Regions from separate parts of the Mus musculus genome. Here region 1 is linked to region 2. A link is a contact called in public Hi-C data. All regions are on one chromosome and are shown on one strand. The core of a region is the stretch at or near the end of the contact, and the rest is flanking DNA. Distances in the headings are between cores, read along the strand shown. Region 1 overlaps Wwc2 (WW, C2 and coiled-coil domain containing 2). Region 2 overlaps Gm31786 (predicted gene, 31786).

Region 1 (6,801 bases), core at 1,317-3,816, 190 kb after region 2:
CCTTCCAATGCCCATCTTCTGCCCGGTTCTCCTTTTCAGCGTGTTTGTCCTTTAAGATTTCATCTTTAAAATTAACTTAAGTGCCTTCCTCGTCTCTGGGATGACACCAATTAGAGACATTTTATAAGCTTGGAAAATCTTTTTCCCATTCAAATATTTTCACTGTGTTTGCATTTCTCGGTTTGTTCAGTCCACAGACGTTCTACTGGTTTTTCATCTTTGTATGCCAGGCACCTAGCAAGATGTGAGGTGCTTGACAGACAGACCTGAAGGGAAAACAACAAGTGGACACGTGATTTCCAGCCAGCTGTTTCCACCTGACAGTGCTACAGGACCACCTACGACCACAGCAAACCTAACTCACACAGACTGCAACCCGTGATGCCCCCTCCAAAGTTCCATCCCTCACCTCCATCTGTCCCCACACACAATCTGATCTTAGAAAACGGCAGCAGCAGCAGGAACTCAGACACTCAGGCCGGGATGCTTCCTCCTCCAACAGCCAGTTACTGAGTCCATCAAAGCCCTATAGGCTGACTCTCTGGAATCAAAGCCACTGGCGTGTCTGCTCCGGAACTGCGACCAAGGTTTAGTCCCTCTGTGCTCCCTTCTCCACACAGCAGCTGTGGTCTCTTGAACACAGTTTTTTAGATCTTGTTCTGCAAAATGTCAACAGGAACCAGGGACGGTGTCCCACGCCTTGACTCCCAGCACTCGGGAGGCAGAAGCAGGCAGAGCTCCGGGAGTTTGAGGCTAGCATGGTTTACAGAGTGAGTTCCAGAACAGCCAGGACTACATAGTCAACAAAACAAACAAACAAACAAACAAACAAACAAACCAAAATACTGCAATGTTACCAGGAAATTACAAGACTGCACCTTCTTTGTTAAACACTGCATCATTGTAGCAGATACTCAGTTCCCACGCTCTTCTCTTCAGAAGTACCTTCTACAACAAGTAGCTGTCTCTCTAGACCTTCCCTGGAGCCTGTGTTGTACATCAGCAACACACTGGGGTTGACCTTTCACTTGTCATATTACTTCCTTCACCGTGAGATCACAGACTGGACTTTGCAGTACAGCCTGGTGCTGATGGGAATTTTAATCATCCTCAAACAACGCCGTATCAAGTAGCCTTGGATAAGCTCTAGGTTAGATACGGACTGGTATGTTGTCCGATGTAGGTTTATAAAGGTGAACTCAGAAGGGTGGCACCTGTCACACAGCTACACACACGCATAAACTGTGTGGGTGAGTGATGGGAACAAGGTGCTGGACCGGAGAAAGTTTTGGGTTGCCATGGCCGTGAAGCTTTTCAGGAAGGAGTGCTGAGATATATCAGATATCTAGCTAGTTAGTGAAGCATGATCATTCACTGACAGGACGTCACCTAACTGGTCCCCATGGAACTGCAGTCAGTGCTCTTCCTGCATCCCGCAGATACCTCTCATTTCATATAGGCACCCAGCACTGAAGGCCACGAAGGCATCACAGCAGATTCCCAGACAATTAAGTCCAGTCTGACTCTTCCAAAGGAAGCTTTGAGAAGGTAAACGAGTCCGGCAGCTTCTACACACCTGCAGCTGCTCACGCTGGAGGGAAAGCACAGCCAGAAGCAGGCGTGCTGTGTGTGCAGGCTTGCTGTGTGTGCAGGCATACTGCCTGTACAGGCGTACTGTGTGTGCAGGCGTATTGTGCCAGGGTGTGGGCACGTAGGGAAGGGACATCTGCATCCATAAACATTGCTGGGTTTCTTAGGAACACTGGCTAAAGGCTTTTTAATTTAGATATAATTCAATTACAGCCAGATTCTACAGAATGTCTACACAGATATTTTATATAAGATGAGGGAACTTTCTTATTTACTTTCCCTAAATCCTGATGAATGCCAGAAAAAAAGGGCAAAAAAAAAAAAATTCAGACTTTTATTTAAATTTCTGATTGAAATATTTTTAAAATCTGCATTTAAGTTATCGACATTAGAATCCAATTTGATGTCTTTGTAGTATATGTAATATTTGGCCAAGGCAGACTGGAGGTTCCGCAACACGTTTTAGTGACAGACTGGCCATGTGATGGTTTGCATGAGTGCTTCTGGACTTGCATCTTCAGTTGACTTGCTATATAAGCAAGGGGTCACTAGAGTTTACCAGCTGTTTATTTCCTTAGCAGTGTGGACCAATGCGAGTGTGCTGTCTGTCACAGACCCCTCCGTGCTTGACTCGCTGATGCCATTTTCCCTCTGCACAGTCCCTTCTCCCGCAGGGTTGGGAAGACAAACAAAAGGTGGCGCTCCTCCTTCAGCACTCAGTGTGTCTGACTCTGTGGACCACATCTGTACTGATGACGCCCATCCGTCACACAGAGTCACTCCCACAATACCACTAGCCTTTGCTATTGTACTACAGCACCGAGCGCTGGCCCTGAGAACAACATGCACACAGATGGAAAGAATCACGGGTTTTTCTAAAGCTCCTAGATTGGAATTTCAAGACTCAAATATCAGAAAAGTGAGCAATGCTGCTAAGCAGCCTAAGGAATGGCATTGACATGCTACAAATCCATTCCATACTGCACGCGTGCTTTGCTAGGTAAACATATGGCTGGATTTCTCCACTGTGGTGTTTCCTCCTCCTCGCTAGCCTGTGTTTTCTTCTGGCATAGCACCAGATCCGCCAAGCACTAAAAGTTAGACATATGGAATGTGAGGAATGTCTGATAACTTCAGAGATCAGCCCTTAGTCATAAACAAAAATGCATGCCCTTTGAGCTTAGCCTCAGACTCCATTTGAGGCAAACAAAAGCCATGAGGCTGAGTGCAGGCACAGGGGACAAGGTGACACGCAAGGTGACATGGGCTGGGCTGGGCCAGGCGAGCTCTAGATAGAGCTGCTCACAGAAACACCGTCCCTTTATTCTAAAAGCTGATGAGCCACGCAGACCAGAGCCTCGCTGAGGCTTAGAGCAGTAAGTAGCACAGGAGTTAGGAAAGACCACTATCATCAGTGAACAATAAAAGATGTTCTGTCCCTGCCGGCTTTCACCAACCCCTCCTTATCAGGGACATATCTTTAGTAATTTAGCCGATTCTATAGGAACAAGTATGTTCAAAATTAGATAGAACCAAAACTCAAAACAACATAAAATAAATGACTTAAGGATTTGCTCTATTCCGATGAATTAGGAATGTCAAACTGAGTATTTATCTCAACTGAATTATTTTCCCTTGAGACAGGGTTTCTCTGTATAGTAGCTTTGGAACAGCTGTTCTAGAACTCACTCTATAGACCAGTTCGAAGCTCCTCGAACTCACAGAGATCTGCCTGGCTCTGCCTCCCAAGTGCTGGAACTAAAGGTATTCGCCACTACACCTGGCTCAATTGAACTATGAAGGGAAATAAACTTCTGAAAGGAAACAAACATGGTGGCTCACAACTGTCACTAACTCTAGTCCCAGGGGACCAGGTGACCTCTTCTAGCCTGAGGGCACTGCATACACAAGGTACACTGATGTAAAGTTAGGCAAACAATCACACACAAAAAATAAAAATAAACAAAAACTTAAAAAAAAACCATAAATGCAAAGGAATAAAGGAGGGGTCATAGACAAGAGCACCTTAATTAGGGGTAACAGAGAAATGGTAGAGAGGTGACTTAGCAAACCAGAAAAATGGGGAAACCAAGTCACCAAAGAAAAAGCCCAGAAGCAGATCAAATCGCACTGCAAGAGCCTGAAATGGGCTTCCAGCTTCCAAGACTTCACTGTAGCCTGCGCCTGGGAAGCCAGTTAGGAAACAGCGCACCAGAGCTGGCAGGGAGGGAAGAATCAATTCTCTGCAGAGGCTCAACCAGAGGCGCTGGAGACTTGCAGGCCAGCATCTGGTGCAGCTTACAGAAAAGGTGCCTTGTCAGAAACAAAAAAAATGGAGGCAATGTGAACTCACTGAGAGCAAGCTTCCCCAGTTCCCTTGCAGGTCGTTTCGGAGAAGCCCAGGCACTGGGCTGACATTTGTCGGGCTGGGGACGGATTGAGTTGTACCATGGAATGCTAACTAAGGGCCAAGAGGAAAGGCGGGCTGCTGAGGGTGCCCCAGTGATACACAGGCTGTGCCTGAGTACTGCTGCACACTCCCTAGTGCACAGCTTGCACACAGTCCTTTGTGTCTCCTCCTTTAATATCACTAAAAGCTGTGTGTGTCATGAAGGCCAGGCCCTGCTGCAGCAAAACCCTCCACATCTCATATCCTCCTCCCTCAAGCCAAGCCCAGCATTGTCGAAGCTGCCTCTCCAGACAGTGAGCCTCCGCGTGGCTCAGCATCCCTGACTGCACCTTAGATGTCCACACCTCCAACCGGAACAAGCATCAGAAACGGGAGGGACGGGGACACGCATACCATTTCTGCTCTTAATCACTAGCCAAAGTAAATTACTGGGAAGAAAGGTCATTAGTCCCTGGATCTGACTAGAAAAAAAGAGCAGAATGGCTGAGATTAGCTACCCCATTTTCAGACTACACAATTATATACGAAGCCCCCAAAGCCCCCACCAAAAGGCGCTTGGAACTAATACACAAATTTAGCAAAGCAGCCATATTAAAAATATGTAGTTTTTATTCAGGCCATGATGGACTTCCTGAGAATGGAATTAAGAACATTTCATCACAGCCTCAACAACTACCACCATCTAGGAATAAGTCTAACCAACAAGCTGAAAGACACCACCAATAACAAATTACCAGATACAAAACCCTGACGAAAGGAAGTGAGGGAACTAGAAAATGGAAAGGCGTGTCATGCTCATGGATTGGCAGAATTGATAGATACTGTGAAATGGAAATGTTACTGAAAGTAATCTATAGATTCAATGCAATCCCCATCAAAATACCAATGACATTCCTCACAGAAATAGGAAAACAATCACCCTAAAATTCATATAAAAACACGAAAGACTCAAGTCCAAGCAATCCTGCTGAAAAAAATTCTATAAATAGCAAAAAAGGAAATCTCCAATGTCTGACCTCCACACAGCTATGCATCCCCCACCCCCCCACCCCACCCCCACACACAGGAAAAAAAATGTTTTGTTTTTTTTCTTAAATCCTAACACTGGGAAATCAATCCCTGAATGTAATTTGAAAACACAGATAAACACTAAGAGACCATCCGCTGTCGTGTGGTTCACCCTGTGGAGAGGAATCTGAGGAGGAACGGTAGGGGAACCTTGGGTGGAACCCACTGTGCACTCGCTCATTCAACATGTACAACTGACTAGCAGGAAGTTGTAAAATCTTTCTTTAAAAATAATTCCCCAACTTTAATTTTGAAAGCCATAAAACTTCCTGTTGTCTCTATTTACTGATCACAAACTCATCCCTAGAGCAAGCTCAGATGAAGTTTTAAAGTTAAAATTTTCCTAGATATAAATATATGCAAAGTAATATGCAAAACTGTGAACCATAAGGATATTAACACAGTTAGTATAAAGCACACTCCAGCAAGCTTCAGGTCGATAGTGGCATAAATGGCACACCTTGCTCTCCTATGCTTTTGCGTGTTTCCATCTTTGTGTGTGTGTGTGTGTGTGTAGTGTGTGCAAATGTGGGGAGAGATGGCATGAGAAAGAACACAGGTCTCACTCACCGACTTACTATTTGGCTTTACCCAGTCACTCTCTGCCTCATTTTCTTGACACAGAGTCTCTCACTGAGCCTGGAGCTTGGGGTTTCCCCACTGTGTGTGGCCAGTGACCCGCCTCTCTGGGATGACAGGTGTGCGTGGCCACAGCCATCTTTACACAAGTGCTGGGGCTGAAACAGAGATCCCAAAGCACTCAGATCCACTGGGCCATCCCCCGGGCCTGGCTTGGTCTGGTTTGGTTTGGCTTGGCTTGGTTTTACAACAGGGTCTCACTGCGTGCCCAGCCTCCAACAGGCAAGCACCACTGCCCCTGTTCAGCCTTTTTCTAGATGCTTTCTGCATTCAGCATCCTATTAAGAGAGCCATGACCTCCACACTCAGGTACAGCCCATGAAGATGAAGCAGAAACATGTCCAAACTGCTTCTGACACAGGCAGTTGTTGGTACTAAGAACCTTGAAGGCAGCAGAGAAGAAACGATTGGTGGCTGGTGGGGAAAATGTCCATGTCACTGCATTTGAAATGGCTGACCCAGTAAACTCTCAGCAGGCACTTTCCCTTATTTTAGCAGATGACTCCTTCAGAATGCCATTCTACAGTAGTCTGTGATGAACAGGTCTCTGTCTCGTTACCCACTGGGCTGTCAGTACACAGCAGAAGCAGCCATGAAATAGCAAGAACGTCCCTGTCTAGTGCAGCCACAGGCCTCACCCTTAGCACCCTCCCTCCATCAGCCCTGACAACAGTCCACAGATGCCCAAGGCTGGTCTCCTCTCCAGCCCTGCCCACCACAGGATGTAGGCTGCTGAGTGCTCTCTGCACTCTGAGCCTCCTGGAGGCTGGGCTGGCCTGGAAGGTGGTCCCCCGTTGAGTCGTGGAGTCGGTAGGTACAGATCTTCATCCTCGAGCTGTTTTACAGCCAGATGACAGACAGATTGGGGGTGTTTTCTAGAAGGAACCTGACCAGGGCACAGCAACCATTCATCGAATGCCTTTGCAGTTTTAGGCTAATGAGCATTTGGAACGTTCGTCCTCTTGGCATTATTTCAGCTTCAGCTTTATGTTCAATTGGCCCAACAACCCTACTATTCTCTAAATCATTGGAGACTGTTTTCCAAAGAAAACAACCATCCTTTAATTACCCTGCTCTGAAGTGCACGTTAGTGT
Region 2 (6,063 bases), core at 1,261-3,760:
GCCAGTGAGGAGAGCAGGTAGACAGAAGAGGAGGAGAACAAGAGGGCATGAGGGGGAGGTAAGAGGGTCCCGAGGAAGGTGAGTGCAGAAGACAGACATGTTAAGAGCTGAGGAGTGATTCCAGAGGATGTCTTTGACAGAGATTAGACACCCGTCAAGCACAACTGAAATCCTTCCGTGGTTTGAGGCCGAAAGCTGTCCTCACTGACTAGACCGGGGATGCATAAAGAAACACCTCCCGTGGGCCACACCCAAAGTCATGGCACATTGCTATTGGAAAAGTTTTATGTGTCTTCCAACCCATCCACAGGCATGAAGATACTGATGGCCGCGTATGCTGCTTCCTTTGTACATGTGTTCCAGTTTCACCAGACCTTCTGGGGGACATCATGTGAGTGTCCTGTTGCTGCCCCTTCCTCCCTGTGGAGAGACGTTAATACCATCTATTGAGTCCAGATATGGCACAGATGACATTCCAATGAAATGGCTCCATCCGAGTCTAGTGTAGTGAGCCAATGCATTTATTGGGATTCTCAGTGACTCAGGTAGCTACATCCCTAAAATTCTTACCCTAGCCTAGCATAGGCATAGGACGACTTATGAGAGTCACATTCTAGGAGTCCTCTGTGTTCCTGGTAGGCAATTCCAGCAGAGCTTCCCCTGCCCCAATTGTGTGCTGTTTGTGTAACCCTTAGGGTGGAAGCTCCTGGGTCTTGTTACTTCCTTGTGTGTTTTTTGAGCCCCTCTCCCTTTTCTCTAGGGGAGAATATTTCCTTCTTAGGAAATAGGTATGCGAGAACCCGTTATCATTCCAGCAGTTCATCTGTCTTGGATGATGTTGAGGGTCGTGGGAGAGCTTTCCTAGGGGTGCAAGAAAGAACCTTCACCGTGTGAGGTCTCTGTACCACCAGACTCACCGAGCTCCTCCCGGGCGACAGAGTAGAGGCATAGAGAAGTCATATAGTAAAGTGCTGTCCCACTGAGGCCACCAAGCCCCCTAGGGGTGGAGAAAGGCTGCAAGGGTCTCCCCATGAGACAGGGTCTCACACTCAGGGGAACAGACTGTCCTTAGGGATCAGACTGTCTGGAGCAGGCATGGATCTGGGCAGCAACTGATGGGCTCGGGTTAAAGGCTCCGTGTTGGCTCTTAGATAAATAGAACCGCAACCCCCCCGAGTCAGGCAGGAGACCCTCAAACAGAATGGCTTCAGTTTCTTACCACACAGGCATGTTGATTTAATATACAATTCACAGTATGGCATTTTAAAAAACACTCTGTATCGTAAGGTAAAATTCATCACCACCAAATATATAGTATCTCATTAGAAACACGATCATCTGGGACTAGAGAGATGGCTCAGTGTTTTAAGAGCACCTGTTGTTCTTGCATAGCACCACATGGTGGCTTTAGCTACAGGGTATCCATTGCCTCTCTTGGCATCAGACATGTACATGGTACATATACATACGTGCGGGCCAAACACTCACGCACACTGTTGAGATTTGAATACGAATGGCCTCTGTAGGTTCCTATGTGTGAATACTTGATCTCCAACTGGTGGCTGTTTGGGAAAGATTAGGAGGTGTGGCTTTGTTGCAGGAAGTTTAGCGTGGTGCAGGGGGTGAGCTTTAAGGTTTAAAAGACTCTTGTCTTTCCCAGTGTTCCCCCTGCCTCCTGCTTGTCGCTTGGAGATGTGAACTCTCTCCACTGTTCCCGCCTCTATGTCTTTATTCCGCCATCATGGGCTCTAAGTCTCTGGACTCATGAGCCTAACTAAAAAGCCTTTCTTATAAGTTGCCTTGGACATGGTATTTTATCACAGCAGTAGAAAAGTAGCTAAGACCCATAGGTCTAAAATATTTGTGCTTCACCATGTGTCCTGTGGGCAATAGAGCACAATTTAGTGTGTTTCCTTGCAACCCCTCCCCCCTGCCTCCTAGGGTACTGAGAAGCCGTTTTGCCGCAGGGAGGCACACAAGGACATCTAAGGTGCCATTCATTCTGGCTCACAAGCCCATTTGCCCTTAGCTATGCAGGCAAGAGAGTCAGGTTCAGTGTTATTAACAAACTTTAAGCAAGAACGGTGGTGGTGGTGGTGGGGCATAGAGCAAAACAGCCATAGAGAGCCCTTTGTAACCGTTTAGTAACCCGAACAGAAAAACCTTTGATAAACTCCCCGGAGAGCTTAAATATTTTCCCTCTCTCCGGGCCCAGGTAGCGATGCCAGCAGGTCATCCTTGAAACAAGATGACCAACTCCATCAACCTCAATACGCCCTAATCCTTCAGGAAGGAAGTAGGGTTTGGTTTCCACACTCGCTTTAAAAAAAATCAGGGCTTTGTTCCTCCGGATTGCTCTTCCAGGATTTGTAACACACGGTGACTTGATTTGGCAGGAAAAGCACCTTCTCAACACAAAGGCTTGTTTTATAGGCTTTGAGCTCCGTTCTCCAGGTCTGCGGCGCGCTCCTGACATTCTCCACTGTGGCCACTGGGTGGCGCTGGAGGAACCGGGATTGCCTGGAAGGCTGTTGCTTTCCATTTTCTTCCAGGGCGCCTTGGTTGTGCAGGCACAAGCATACCTGGATAGTCAGATCCCGCTAGACTCCACTTTTCATATGGATGGCCCATGTTTTGTTTAATTTTTTTTATTCTGTCATATAAATAAGGACAAAGTGTGCTTAGAAAAAGAGATGATTTTATTTGGAAAACGCTTTTTATCGGAGTATAGAAGACCGTTTGAATTAAGAATGGACAGAATGCATCTTCATTCAAGTGGTCTGCCTATGTGCCATCCAGTTTGCTGTCCTCCCTGTAAAAGCTAGTGGCATAGTTTTCAATTTACTCCTTCTCTCTCCTTTCCGTTTTCGTTTCTTCCTCCTGTGTAGTTCTCACACCCCATCATCTCCCTGCATCCCGAGTGCACTCCACTGCCTCCTCAGGGATCATTTGAACAACACTGGTTTGGCAATGTCTCATCTTTAAGACCAAACTAATCTACAAGTTCCTTCCCTAACCTCACCTCCTCCTTCGACTACTCATGGTCTGTCTTCCTTCCCTTCCCAACAAACTGTGGCACTCCCAGTTTTCCTTTTGTCTACTCCGATTCACTGCTTTGGTGTCTGTCACTGCAGCATCTCTGAACCCCACCGCCCAGTGGTCAACCCCGGAGATTGCTTTTGCCCACTTTCTACAGTGGCTTCTCTCTCACACTGGATCTGATGGTAGAGTTCTGTCCTTGGTTCTTGTGACGCTCATATCCCTCGAACAACCCGGAACTCTTTTGGGGGGTTACTGTGAGCTACATTTCCCACCAAGCATTGCAGTAGCTGTAAAAAGCAGCTTCAGAGGCCCCACCCACAACATGGCTTGAGCCTAAATTCTAAGCAGAACCAGAGTTCTACATTTCTATCTACATTTACACATTAACTGAGGGCAACCTTGGCCAAGTATCTTGAGTATTGAATAGGCCCCCGAGGTAAAAAAAAAAAAAAGGATGCAGAGAGAGGTTGCAGGAGGGAAGATTGTGTTTAGGCATTAGTCACTGTAACAAAATAACAAACACCTTAAAACAAGAAAGATTTTTGTTGTTGTTGTTTGTTACTTTGTATTTGTTTGAGACAGGTGCTCCCACTACATCTCCCTGGGTGGTCTGGAGCTCTCACTGTCGGTTAGGTTGGCCTTGAATTCTTTCTTCTCCTGCCTCAGCTTCCTCACTACTGGGTCTGCAAATGTGCCACCTCACACGAGTTGGGAAGTTTGAACAGGGATCTGGTACGTGGGAGATCCGTAACTGTTCCCGAGAGACCATCTTCGGCAGCTGCACTGGAGCACCAAGACCTGCTTCACGATGAGTCACTCATACGGCCAGAGAAGTGCAATTAGCTGCCGACTAAGAGCTCAGTCAGGGGAAGGGCCCCTGATTCTTCTCCATGTGACTTTTTATGATCTGCCTGGGCTTCCTTACTAGGAGATAGGGCCCAAGAAAGACTCTGAAGAGACAAGAAAGATAAATTATCAGGCTTTTGTTGTTATTGTTGTTGTTCGTGGTGGTGGTGGTGGTGATGGTAGTATTGGTGATGGAGGTAATGGGTTTTTGTTGGTGTTGGTGTTGTTGGTGGTGTGTGTTAGACAGCGCAGAATGTGGTCGGGGGAGCTGGAACTGTCCATGTGTGGAGACTGGCATTACATACTGTCTATGTAGACCAGGCTAGTCTTGAACTCACCTGCCTCTGCTTTCCAAGTGCTGGGAATAAAGGTGTAAATATTATTGTGCCAGGCTTTGAGCATGTCTAACTGGGAATTTGATTTGTTTTTAATTTGCTCTACAAATTGGTTGGCTCAGTAACAATTCTTTATTATTATTATTATTATTATTATTATTACTATTATTATTATTTAAAGATTTATTGTCTTCAGACACACCAGAAGAAGGCATCAGATCTCATTGCGGATAGTTGTGAGCCACCATGTGATTGCTGGGATTTGAACTCAGGATCTTCAGAAGGCAGTCAGTGCTCTTAACCGCTGAGCCATCTCTCCAGCCCTCAGTAACACGTTCTAAGTTGTTTAATCAAGAAAGGAGGCCATGTGTGGTGTCATACACATTTAATATCAGTGTTCAGGAGGCAGAGGCAGGGGGATCTCTGTGAGCTGAAGTTCAGCCTGATCTACAAAGCGAGTTCCAGGCCATCCAGGGTTATAGTGAGACCCTATCTCAATTAAAAGAAAATTGTAGGTTATGTTTCAAACAGTGCCCTCACTTTCTTCATTACTATTGGCCCTTGTCTTTTTAAGCTGGGACTCAGGGGGTGGGGATAGCAGTCCCCAAAGTGGAGCACACAAGGTTATGACCATGGCCTTATGTTCTTTATTATTCTACCCCAGTCTTAAGACTTTTCCTCTTTAGCCAAAGCCAAGCTCGCAGGAAAAAGAATGGCTGTCAGTAATTTGATTCATCGCCCTTTCCAGGAGGTTGGAAACAGCCAATGCTGGCGTTTTAAAGCAACCTGACACTCCCCTTTGAGGGACAAACGAACGGTTGAGTTAAGGGACAACAATGATCAGAAATGCTGGAGCCCATAGTTGCATGCACGTGTGAGCCCCCCCACCCCCCACCCCCACCCCCCGGGGCCCACAGCAGCTGACCTTTCAAGGCCTAGGATGCATTCTTGCCTCTTCAGTTACTGTTGCAGGTGGGTTGTTATTATTATCGTCATTGGAATGGTTTGGTTGTTTTGATTTGTTTCAAAGGCAGCACATTCATGGTCACGAGGTCCTGGCAGGCATTTCTCTCTGAGGCTGGTGATCAAGAAGCGAGATGAGATGCTAACTAGGGTAGGACGCCAGTACAGCAGAACTTCCGTGGAAGTGGCTAATTTGCTGGCTCAACCCTGCTAAGCAACCAAACGAGGTAATGACTCCCGTCTCTTTGCGGACTCCGACCAATTTGAGCTTGTGACCTTGAGTGACACCATACTTTTCATAGCTATGTACTAAAGGAGAGAGTATTGTGCAGTCAGTGAAGCGATTCTTTCCAACGATATAGGCGACAAAGGACAGAAGTGTACCAAGGACTGAGACCAGGGGAGACCAAGTAACTCAGTCACTGTGGCAATTACACCCATTAGGTATGTCTCCCAGATATAATCTTTCTTTTGCAAGCATTGCATTAATTTTCCTAAAGCACACACACACTCCTTCACTCTCCTCAACCCTGGAGTTCCACATGACTTTCTCCTGCAGGGAGTTTGTCAATTGCAGTGAATAAAGTGGACGCCCAGGTCCAAGCACTTTCCCTTGGAGTGACAAAAGACTCCAGAATGTCAACCCACCTTGGGAAACAGGAATCATCCCTTCAGGATTTCGCTTCTTTTTTTTTTGTTGTTGCTGTTGTTGTGGGTTTTTTTTTTGTTTTTTTGTTTTTTTGCTTTTTGTTTTTTGTTGTTTTTGTTTTTCGAGACAGGGTTCTTCTGTGTAGCCCTGGCTGTCCTGGAACTCACTCTGTAGACCAGGCTGGCCTCGAACTCAGAAATCCGCCTGCCTCTGCCTCCTAAATTCTGG

The links. Hi-C and Micro-C count contacts between places; a contact is called where the count stands out from the background.
Region 1: a contact with region 2 is called in a Hi-C map of Sertoli cells, with 3 times the contacts expected there. The contact joins two enhancer-like sites. A contact is called at or near these places in 7 of 484 Hi-C or Micro-C datasets (the HL-1 cell line, the N1E-115 cell line, Sertoli cells and 2 more) and 1 of 9 other capture datasets (embryonic stem cells).

What each region holds. Positions count from the first base shown.
Region 1 is chr8:47,929,890-47,936,690 of GRCm38.p6, forward strand. All of the region lies in intron 1 of Wwc2 (WW, C2 and coiled-coil domain containing 2), which reads right to left. Among named protein-coding and RNA genes, the nearest start is that of Gm39173, 16 kb to the right of the region's middle. Within about 2 kb of position 2,567, at least 122 of the 459 cell types and tissues checked have an H3K27ac peak or open chromatin away from gene starts, as enhancers often do. A contact at or near this core is called in Sertoli cells, where this site is marked.
Region 2 is chr8:47,741,126-47,747,188 of GRCm38.p6, forward strand. It overlaps Gm31786 (predicted gene, 31786), which reads right to left. Exons shown (of 4, transcript NR_166572.1): 4 at 3,582-3,992. Among named protein-coding and RNA genes, the nearest start is that of Gm31786, 6.0 kb to the right of the region's middle. Within about 2 kb of position 2,511, at least 31 of the 459 cell types and tissues checked have an H3K27ac peak or open chromatin away from gene starts, as enhancers often do. A contact at or near this core is called in Sertoli cells, where this site is marked.